Regions from separate parts of the Gasterosteus aculeatus genome. Here region 2 is linked to region 1. Evidence: chromatin contacts called from public Hi-C data. All regions are on one chromosome and are shown on one strand. The core of a region is the stretch at or near the end of the contact, and the rest is flanking DNA. Distances in the headings are between cores, read along the strand shown. Region 1 holds the start of eef1akmt2 (EEF1A lysine methyltransferase 2). Region 2 has its middle 10 kb from the start of nkx1.2la.

Region 1 (5,932 bases), core at 1,672-4,171:
CAGTAACGTGCCAACCAAAATGAAAAAGCTTAGTACAACAACCAGCTGTCATTCATATAAGTAGCTTTAACAAATTCATGAATAACCCTGAAAGCTATGCAGCCAAGTAATAGCATGCTGCTAAGGCCACACAAAAACTTTAAATTGCAAAGATGTTTCTGTTGTTTGAGTTTAAAATAGAAAATTCCAAGAAGACTTAAACAACAACAAAAAATAAGCGGATTACTGGCTTATTTTCATTAGTGGTTACGTTTCACATTCAAGTGCATAAAGGAATCTCTGAGGGGGACTGAATGGGTGGTGGAAAGATTCAGGGGGCAAAAAAAAAACAAGCATTCCACACAACTGAAAAATATAAATAATTACTAACCCTAACCCCTTATACATTATACATAATATATATTATATATATATATATATAACTGTTGCCATACTTGGCAGATTAAAATCCCATATGGAATCCTGTGGCTCCTCTGTAGCGTCACTGACTGATCACCGTTCTTAGTAAATCCAGATGTGAGTGATCTCTAATTGTGTTTTGTCTCCACTTCTTTAAATATCCCGTCATCACCAGCATCACCAATGAGAAGTGTTTACTCAACACAAATACTTAATTAACTGTCCATAACTAAGACGTAACACATCTGCACACTTAGACAGGCGATAGTTCAGGTTAAAGTTGGACAATTCTATTCTGAGAATTACGGAACGTTGTCATAATGTACCTATTTAAAGAATGGTGTACGTTGCCCCTAACATATGCTACAGACAAATGAATGGGGGAGATGCCCACTACATCAGTTTGCAACACCGCTACACAGTCGTGTTGCCGCTTCTTATGAAACAAAGTAAGTGGGAACACCGGAGTGTAAAATGGTGCAATAAGACAAGATAAGCTATGCTAAGGGTCACGCATTCATAGCAAAAGAATGCATAGGTGTTAAGTGTGTTAGCGATGCTTTGGCCCTATTTGAGTTTCCCCAAATACCAGGACACCAAGACAAGAAAGCAGCTTTATAAATTGTATTAAGCAATCTTTAATATGCAGTGTTTCTAAAAAAAAATAAAAAAAGGCACATAAAATGAGATCCAGTAAACTTCTTAACGGTCTCTTCAGGCTTCTATCATTCTGCCATTTGGTACCGGGCCGCACCACAAGCTTATATCTTTTTTTTCTTCTGAAAAGTGTTTTATTTTGACCGGATTTTCTCATAATTATGTGTGCTCGTCCCTCTGACATATTCCCCACGCGTCACCAGGAGTTTTTCTTGTCCTTTTACCGTGCACGGCAGTTTCGCCGACCAGCGAACACAGAGCGCACGACTACTACCCCCCCCCCCACCCCCCCCCGTTGGTCGTTCCGCCCGCAACGACTACTACACCCCCCGTCGGACCTTCTCGACTGGTCCGCGAAATATTGTCTGACATGAAAACGGTCCGTGTGTGTTAGAGGGCTTACCTACTACCTGGAGCAACTCTGCAGTGCTGAGCTGTGTGTCACTGATGCTGACAGTCTCTTCTTGCCTTACATCTCCTAGTAGGAATCCCTCCTGTGCAAATACATTTAGACAAAACTGTGGTTAGGGCACTAATGTATGTTAGGCCTGAAACAATGAGTCAGAATGTCAGTTAGTTGATCAACAAATTAATCCAATTCAATGTGGTATTTCTTAATAATAACAATGTTAACATTTGCTTTTCCCAGTTTTATACATGGGCTAGAAGATGGATAATCACTTTACGTTGAGTAAGTGCATGCACAACAACATCATTCGTGTCACAATCACCGACTAAGGAATCCTAATCAAGACGTTTCTTTATGAAATATAAATCTAGTAAAATAGAAATCTCAATGTTTGTTTTGGTAGCAAATAAATGTGTTAACCTTTCACTAAAAGTGACGGCTGGTAAGTAAACAACCAGTGGATTCGTTTATGTCAGGAATGCAGACAAACCTGTTTACGGCAACTATCCAGCTTACCAGGGTCGACTTTTCAAAGTCTGCCATATAAACAGCGTTAGCTTCGTTTGCTCTTATTTCAAAATGTTTACTTTCCAAGCGAGGAGCACTGCGGACAATTTATCGAATGCGTTTCCACGACAAGCCCGCCAATAGACAAAAAAAGGAAAAACAATATTATATTTTGACGCATGTCAATCACTTGAGAATACAACTGACATCAGCGACGTGGCTAAGAAGCTAATTTAACTTAGCAACGTGATACAAAACAACAACAAAAAGGTTTTCTGTAACCTACGTTCGTTTATAAAATGAAACGCGTTAACTTCACTTCGTATCCTTCATGACACATTGAAATCCTATCAGATGACAGTTCGAAGTCTGGACGTTATCGCACAGGCACACGGAAGTCACTTGACTTGCCTCCTAGCTAACGTGCTAAGTAGCTAACTGCTATGTATTTCCTGGAGCTCAAACTTCCCTAACAGCATTTGCCATGTTGAGTCAGCACGTATGCGTACAATCGTTTTTAAAGGTAATGGCAATACTAGATATTTAACACACTTGCAGCTGTAACACATGGGATTGGTTTTAAAATTGCTAGATTACCTCCTCGTTTCTGTAGCTAACTGTACGACCAAACCCCTACCTGCCGGTAAATAGACGGAACCGACACAAGCTAGCCAGCAACAGGATGATGACACTGGAAAACAACACTAACTAATGGTGTTGCTGGGCGATCAAGCACAATTGAGCAATAGTTCTCCATTAGTTTGTCAGCATAATTTGTAATACTTACATGATCTGAATTGCTGTTGCCGCTGTGATAACACACAGAACTAAAAGTGTAACCTGAAATGGATGCCGCCATGATGGAAACATCCCGATCCATCCCGATGCCCCCTGCGTTTCCAGGCACGCTCCTCGGACGCAAAGCCTACTGGGAACTGTAGGCGGTGACGACTTGCCGGGCCAGCACGGAAGACGCTACGGGAGGCGTGGAAGTGAAACGTGGGAACATGTCGGACCCGGAGGACGACGACGACAGCTCCTCGGATACCGATTTTGAACCTTCACAACTCGGAACGAAAGAATAGTAAGCTTGGGCGCGTTAACGGTCGCCTTGTGATCCGCTTCTAACGTAAACTTACGATCGCGACGGCTGTTCATGCTAGCCACCAAAGCTAGCAACAAAGCTAGTGGTGAAAGTTTAACAGACGCCGTTTCACAACATGTTTTAAGGACTTATTTCTAAATCGCTTGAAGCCCCCACTTATTTAACGATGAGGTTTCAACCTCTCGATGAAATCACCAGCATATAGTGTGGATTGCAAAATGAAGTTAGTGAGCTAACGCTAGATTGAAGAACATAATACGATAATATATATTCACCCTCAAGCCAATTGGATTTTTTTGTCCCACACCTTTTCAGGTTTCAGTGCTCACGGTATTTATTAACTAACGTTGATTGTCGGTGTCTCCTTTTCTGCAGTTGGGAAGATGTCTATCAAAAAGAACTGGAGACATTTACAGACATCGGAGATGTTGGTGAGATATGGTAATCCTATTCAGTGCATTGCCGTGCTGTCATGTGCATCGTCAAAATGAACCCTGGTTATTACAATATGAGTGTATGTCACGTCAAACTGTGAGGATTTCATGATGAGAGATCCATTGTTAATGGAATATTATTGCTTCGTGACTAAAGTCTGTCTGTTTCCATCGCCTCGAAAGGTTTGGTGAGGAAAGCATGAGCCGTGTGCTGCGATGGATGGACAGAGCTAAGATCCCAGCAGAGGCTGCCATTCTGGACATTGGCACTGGAAATGGAGCCTTTCTAGTTGAACTGGTGTGAACACAGTACATTTTTTTTATTATCAATCAAATTTTTAACAAATCATTCAAATATAGCAACATTTGTGGATTGTCCAGGCTGACCGGGTTATCGTAAACTGAATTGATAAGCTTAACTCTTAATATGCTATTGTTTTTCTCTATTTGCATCAAGGCTAAACACGGACGCAGGAATCTGACTGGCATAGATTATTCTCTAGCGTCTGTAGAATTGGCCAGAAACGTTCTGTCGGGCGAGGACTTGTCGGATGTCACTGTAAAGGTTGGTTTGGTTTTTATTAGTCGCTAAAACTATAACAACATCCAAACTTTTATGCCACGCACAGATCAGCCATTGATACAAAATGAATCTCCTCTTTTCCTAAACGGCAATAATACAACGCAGCTTTCAGCACACTGGCAGCGACCCGGGAAGGTCAGAGGAAACTCTCCTGTGTTTACTATGTGGGAGAGTTGGCTAGGAGGAAGGCCCTGGAAGTGATGGAAGTCTGCCCACCATTCAGATTGAACCACCTGAAATGAATTGGCAGGGTTTGAAATATCCTGTGACATATAGCTGCAAGAAAAACTAGTTATAAATGCATGATTGGTCTGTAGGGGCTGTGATGAGTGAGTTTTCCTCTCCTGCGTGTGAATTACAGTGTCATATATGTTAAATGCATCACACGCCGGTGTGTCCTTGGACAGAAAGCCTTCTCCTGAAGTCAATATTTACTGTAGCTGGCAAGACATAGTGGGGGAGAGAGAGAGAGAAGTTGTTTAATACTACAGAATGCCCAAATGAGTGTGTATGTGCTTGTGTGAATGGAGTCTGCAGGTTTGTGAGGGTTAGACAAAAAGCCTGTTCAACCGGTGTTACCTTTTTTTAATCACTTCAAGCCCTTTCTGCGTTCCCATTAGTCATGTCACCCTTTGCCCATTTAACGGCCTCTCGTTTTTTTTTCCCTAGTTCTGCAGGCTAAAATTTAACTGATCAGTTGCAACATTTCTCTCTTTATCTTCAGTGAATCACTTGATCATCACAGGTCACACATTTTGTGGTTTCTGAGTATGTGGGTCTTGAGCTCTCCCCAGAGGTCTGGTGTTCTGCACTCTGTCCTAATAAAGGGTTCCTTTCACTCCCGGTCTGGTAGGTCAGCCACCTCTGCAGAATGAAATGCTGTCATGTCGGCATTTGGACTTGTATAGTTAAACATTGAGGTGTAACACATTTAGTCTTGGTTAACGCTGAAAGATGTCTTCTGCAGGGAACTATTATCATTCAACCCACATCTAAAGAGTGTGACTAATAACCTCTGTAGGCTTATCACAGACAAACTTTTACTTAAGTGCTGACTTTTTGTGTATTTTAGGAGGTGGATTTCTTAAACTGCCACGGCGAGCTAAAGGGTTTCGACGTCTGCATCGACAAAGGCACGTTCGATGCAATAAGCTTGAACCCGGACAGCTCGAAGGAGGACAAAAAACTCTATGTCCAAGCGCTAAAAGATGCTCTCAAGGACAAGGGATTCTTCGCAATAACTTCTTGTAACTGGACAAAAGAGCAGCTGCTGGACCGATTTTGTGATGGTGAGTGAAACACGTATTTATTGGTTGTCCGATCATTTATTTTTGTTAGATTTTGTGTCGGTTCTTGTTCGTTTCTTAGTGAAACTGCTGCATCGGACTTTATTATGAGGGTATGCAGCAATCCCACCGTGTACAAAAAAGATTGACTCTCTAATAACCAAATCAACTAGTCAGATACTTCTAGTGTAAAGCCAACCTTTGATCAGCTACATTCCTTTTGAGTCTACCTTTTTTATGATTCTCATCCGTTTCTGGGTTTATTATTTGCCGGCTTCCTGCGGCAGTTTATTCATCCAAACATTTTGGTAAGCAATTGCTGCACTGCACAAGGTTTTTCCCAGAATTGGTCCACGAAGCAAATTCTTAGGTCATTGATTTACAATCTGGTTAGCTACTTGGTAGTTTTGGCAAATAAATAGCTGCCTGGAAGGGAAAGCCAAATATTATACAACAGGTTAGTTTGCGATGTAAAATGGTCACCAAGCTTTTTTTGACCTCTGGTAGCATTCGTCAGCTGTCGGGCATCGGCACGCACATGTCACCTGTGTC
Region 2 (5,932 bases), core at 2,489-4,988, 38 kb after region 1:
GAAGAAGTACAGGTTATGAGCCAGAAACACATTAAGTCGTCCTGGCTGTCCTACCCAGGGAATAATAGGGAGTATTCAGCCATGTCTTTTGGAGACAAAGACTAACTGATGCAACAGTTCTCATGCTTCTGTAATCTAGAGGCTTGTACACGGGAGAATTTTCATTTTCTTCGTTTTTTGGTTGATTTAGTAGTCTTTTTTTTGTCAGAGCCCGTCTGGTTGCCTCCCCTTGTTTCCAGTTGTTTGTGCTAAGCTAAGCTAAACAGCTGCTGGCTGCAGCTAAACATTTCACAGTGAGTTCAGAAAGCATTATTTCCCATGTCAGACTTCAAACGTAGGCAGCATATCGGCACTAAAGAGCACACCCTTACACATGCTTAGGAATATCTGCAAAGAGCAATAAAGAGGGCGATGTTAACCACAATTCCAAGGGCTTACCTGTAAAGCAGGAAGTGTGCGTATTATAAAGAAAGCGTAATTAAAAGATAAACACACCACACCCTTGCACTCTCCTGTCCTGTCAGATCACGTCTCGATGCCAGACTCCTCTAGCGTCTCGGTTAACAGGAGTGGCAGCATCGTGTACCTGCCTTTTTCAATTGCCACCAGGCTTGTTGCAGCCCCCCCCCCTCCCCCCCCACCTCTGAAGGGAATGTTATATCTATATGCGAACTGAAACCCGCAGTTTCAGCTGCAGTTCATTCCTGAAGAATACTCCAAAGTAAGAGCACATTACGGCACGACTTCTCGAAGGGCCTTGCCTTGATGAAACTATGCTGTCTTTACAATCCACAACCCACATAAGGCCATCAACACAAACAAGCCACAGCATGTGGAGACGCATGTAAAAGAAAGTGAGAAAGACGGCGTATGATCTGTTTACTTTATCATCTCGTGGCGGCAAGGCCCTTTTTTGCGGCACAATGCTCCTTGCAGGTTATTTCTGCTGCCCCGGCCGGGCAGAAGGATGAAAGAACAGCCACAAAGGAAAGAATGTGGTTCCTGTTGTGTTCTCAGGGGGTCATGGGCGAGTAGATGTGGGGGTGGGTTGTCTGCCTTTTCACATTGGGTGGCCCCTGGGGTGCATGAGTCAAGGTTCTGCTGTGGGAGGAGGGGGGGGTGAAGGCAGGGCCAAATGGGTGTTGAGCTGCAGGGGTCACGGGGATGAGTTACGCTGCGAGAACAGGACGATTCGCACGGCGGTGGAACTCGGTCGAGGAATGAAGACAGTCGGGCGGTTTGAAACACCCCCCAAAGTGGGATCGAGGTTGTCGTTCTGATTCTTCACAGTTCACTTTGTGCGCACGGCCCTTGTCATAATGCGCTAGGAGAGCATGAGAGCCCGTCAGGTAGGCTGAAAGAGTTTGCGTGCAGCGACGTCATGTCTCTGCCACTGGGACTGTTAACTGTGTTAATATCATGTGCTGTGACAGTGTGCCGTTGCACACATAGAACATCCAGTTACCGTTTCAGTTACCCCTTACAGCCCGACACTGTGTGAGCGTTGTTCTAGTGGTTTGTGTGCACACAATCATCTTTGAAAATAACTGCCGTGGAGAGACAGAATGTGGTTCTACCACTGCGTCTGTCTCACGTTGACACAATTTGTGTATTGATTCTGATCTTCTTCCTGCACAGGCAGTTGGATTTAATGCCAACAAATACTCAAAACAAGTTTGACACAATAGAGACATCAAAGCATCTATCTGAAAGGGACAACAGAAGAACTCCAACTAACCGTTTTAGTCTTTCTGTGGAAGTTGTTGATGAAGGGATTGATTACAACAAACCTACGCACGAATGGAGAAAAAGTATTTTGTGACGATGATGGGCGTAGAGACGTCATCCGGTGTTCACTTTTGGCTGCTCCGTGTGTGCGCTCACTCCCATTGGCAGATTGAGGCCCTGCGGCTGCTTCCCTGGAAGAGCGGCCCAACAATACAGGAAGCCGGCGCTTATCTGAAGGGCATTGGGAGGAGGACACAGCGGACAAGTCAAGAACTGTGCAGGACGTATCAAAATATGTATTCACATGTCAGTCTTTGTTCAATTATAAATCTAAAGCGGGGAAAACTCTCTTTGTGCAGTAAAGGACGGAATGTGGGAAACTGAAAGCGAGGCAGCAGTGTTGGCTCCTGAGGATGTTTGGAGTTCACACGGACTGACATTTACTGATATGTGTGTTTGGTTTTCCTGGTGATGACATGTAAACCAGAGTGCAGCTGAATGAAATGTCAAAAGTTCAGTGTATTGTCAATGGCAGTTTTCTATTCATTTGGTGTTGAGATTTATTATTATTATTATTACAGTATACGTCTTTGGGGCAAGTATGACATCACGTTGATATAATATTCATGTATTTATATATAATATTCTTTTTCTCCTAATTTATTTTGTAGATGAGTCTTGTAAACATCAGCCAAAATATTCTGTGGATGTTAGTTTCACCAAAGAAATCAATGTACAAGTACAAATGTTAAAGGGGAAAACAGTTTTCCCACTAGGGAAATCACAGACAAAATTGTAAGTGGGAAAGTCTGCTTGGCTTTGTTTATGACTATCTGTTGTCCAACTCATGCATTTCGTACACAGGTCAATTTTAAACTCAACAAATATGTCTCAAGAGGCTTCACTCCCCCACAAAATAACCTTTGCGATGGCGAAGAGAATGAAGAAACTGAAATACACAAAGTGCGTACAGACTAGACCAAACAAAAAACACCACGGCAATATGATAGAGATGACGTAAATCTAACCAATGCACCCTGAGCTCCATGACCTTCTCTCCACCACGGAGACCTGGAACAAGGAATAAACCACACAAACACACAAGAGGCAAGTGCATCATTTACGCAGGAGGGAGAGAGTTAGCGGGGCCACGTCCTCCCTCGGCCTGTTTACAGCATGCACACAAACGGTACTGGAACAGCAGGTAATCTGCCAAGATTAGCTTTCACTGAGTAAGGCGGTTACAACATTGAGTTGGAAAGACTGTACAATGGTTTAGGTTTTATGTTCCCGAGTTAGTAAAATTGTCTCAGCTAATCAGTCGGTGTGCTTCTGCAGGATTTGTGTGCTCATTGCAGGTGGAGAACAAAACGGCAAGCAATAGCAAAAACAGCAACTCATGGTTTTAGGTTAGCAAATAACTACTTTTTCAAGCCAAAGAAACACAATGTACAAGAAACACAATGTACGTATCGCTGTGCGTATAACATCCCCTTCCTGCAACGACATTCTATTGCACTGTTCCAGCAAAAAGCCAGAGATGCCTGTCGGGCAGAAGGACTGGGAATTTGAGAAACCATAACGAAACCAATAAGCCCAGTGATGATTACGCAACGGCTGGGCAGAGAGGCAGCTGTCAGTGATACGTAGTCAACACTCCCCCCGCTGCTTTGAACCCGAGCAGGTTCTTCGAAGGGAGAAGATAGATGGAGCTGGGTGTGGAGCTGCATGGCTTTGACTTTGGAACAGCAGCTGTGTGTGCAACGTGTGTGTGCGCACGGATCTTGGACAACAATCCGGCAGTTAAACTTCATCTACCTGCTGAAATGACCCAGAATAACACCGCTAATGTTTAGGTGACAGGTGACAGGCAGTATATATGTGTTTAAACCCTTTAATGACCCCTTCCTGACCTTTCTATCAGGGGCTCATCCTCACACAGTCCTTGTCGGGGTGGCTGATCATTTCACAGACTCTTGCACAACACCTATCACAGGCTCCAAGGAACACACTGTGCTGCCAGGAGCACTCATGCTTATTAATGAAAGCAGCAGCCTCCCATGTGCCACATACACAAACGCACACAACGAGCCCAAACGTGTGGTATTATGGAATAATAGTGTAAAGAAATTTGAATTATATGACTGTGAGTAACATTGATCATGTAAAGGCTCAATCAAGTGGACAAAACAATGGAAAACGTCATGTAATATGTGGAAATAACTCTGGAGGGCATCATTTCAATACCAAACCAGCAGGTGGCAGCATTCTTCTGTTATTTCTGAGGTGAGGAGTTCAATTTTCTGTCCAGAAATTATCATGTAGCCCATAAACTGCTCAGCCAGACTTTGGTTACGTTACACAGTAATCCGCCCCCATTTAAACCTTTTTAATATTATCAATGTAAAATAAAAGTGTTTTGTGTGTAGCTTTGCTCCACTTTGTGTCACAAGCATGAAAACTTAATGAAAAATTTAATTAATTTTTTACTGTTAATTAGTTAACAGTTAATACTGTTTTATCACATATGTAGCATATTATTCATCAGAAAAAACAGAGACCTCCAGAAAAAACTCCTTAGATCAGTGTTCAGGGAGAGATTTCTGAGGTAACTGCTCCCTCTTCTGACACAGAAAAAACAACAACTAACAGCAGCACAGGGAAGTAAATCTTCAGTTTTTACTGATACTGAAGTTAGTTTTATTTTTGCTCTAGGATTTATCAACATGTTAATGCAATGTATTTAGTTTTGCTTTAAAATGTTCAGTACTTTAATTGGTCTATAGTAAACTCCGGCTGCACCTTATTATTTGAACGGATACCAATTTGTTCAAATAGAACAACGTTTACATAGGTTTGAATTTCTGCGTGCTCTTTCCAACCCCTGCTTGAAACAGGAGTGCATTTCTTTTAACACAACGTGAAACTATTCAGTCTGCATTGATCACCTCCCTTAACACATCTGGTATCTAACCACACAGATGGCTTTTGTTTGTGCAGGTTTTAAGATATTTATCTTGGAAATGGCCTCTGGGCCAATTTGAAAATAACAAAAAATGTCAATGTTGTGGGCACGACTGCTTGGATTCAAAATTCACCTCCTTTATATGTTGTATACTTCAAAGTGTCAGGACTGAATTGTCCTTTGTGGCCCTCGCACGTATTTATAGATGTTTAAAATGTATGCTGCAGTCATTTTAATGGGGTTTGTAAAAAGCATCAAAACCTCTCACCATATGTGCAGAAAAGTATGATTCAACATTCTGTAATGCAGCTTTAACTGAGAAAAACTGGACCGAGCAGGGTCCCATTCACATTCGGCAGATATTTTCTATACACAAACCAAATCACAACTCCCCCCCTGAAACTGGTTAAAACCGTTTAAGGATAATTTTGCCATAAAAACCTAGGGGCGTTGCCTTTAATTGATGGATAACTTGATGTTGCCATAAATGCATTAATATTTAAGTAGGGATGGGATGAAAATAAAGTGAACCCCCCGAGAGTGCTTTCTGCCTCCCAGAGGTCTAATCAGTTGCCCTCCGTGTCCCTGACGCGGCCCTGTTTGCTGCAGACTGTCACCCAGCCAGATAGATAGAGGTCTAATAGAGAGGCCTGTGCTTAAGTGATTGAGCCGTAAATACACACTGACCTGAACTAAGACCCTCATCATCCGTAAACTCACTCAACACGCTGCGTCCTCTTTCCCTTGATGTCTGGGAAGAATCTGAATCATCTCCATCACTGCGTGTGTGTGTGTGTGAGAGAGAGAGGGGAGTGGGGGGGGGTGGGGGGGGGGTAGAGAAATAGAGGCACACAGCTTATAGTGTGTATGTAGACGAACGTGTGTGTATGTATAATTGTGTGTGCGCGAGGGCACTGGAGCGGCAAACGACAGCCCCCGAGACGATCTTTCCATCAGCCCCACGGAGAGAGAGGTGATTGTCCCCGGAGAGAATTTATGGAAATAGTCATAAAGTGTGAAGACTTCAGTAATGGGATATGTCGATAAAACCCACGGCGGCACAATCTACGGCAGTTTACTGAAGAGATGAGTGGCCCGGCTGTTAGACAACTCAGATCAAATTTTCTCAATAAAGCCCTGTAAGTCAACAACCCTAAAGCCTCCATGAATCACACCGCAGGACAAATTCATCCAGAGAGCGTATTTATTGTTGTGACAAAGTGCCACTGCAGAGGGAAT

Evidence for each region. A called contact is a pair of places that touch in the nucleus more often than the background predicts.
Region 2: a Hi-C map of tail fin shows a contact between it and region 1, with 3 times the contacts expected there. The contact joins the enhancer-like site here to the promoter of eef1akmt2 in region 1. A contact is called at or near these places in 3 of 6 Hi-C or Micro-C datasets (skeletal muscle and tail fin).

What each region holds. Positions count from the first base shown.
Region 1 is chr6:14,468,866-14,474,797 of fGasAcu3.hap1.1, forward strand. It overlaps eef1akmt2 (EEF1A lysine methyltransferase 2), which reads left to right and starts at 2,922. Exons shown (of 6, transcript XM_040177874.2): 1 at 2,922-3,056; 2 at 3,453-3,518; 3 at 3,695-3,809; 4 at 3,969-4,076; 5 at 5,167-5,383. The coding sequence starts at 2,980. abraxas2 (abraxas 2, BRISC complex subunit) reads right to left here and starts at 2,890. Exons shown (of 9, transcript XM_040177870.2): 1 at 2,760-2,890; 2 at 1,460-1,550. The coding sequence starts at 2,852.
Region 2 is chr6:14,506,288-14,512,219 of fGasAcu3.hap1.1, forward strand. No RefSeq gene overlaps it. Among protein-coding and RNA genes, the nearest start is that of nkx1.2la, 10 kb to the right of the region's middle. Within about 2 kb of position 3,739, at least 6 of the 9 cell types and tissues checked have open chromatin away from gene starts, as enhancers often do.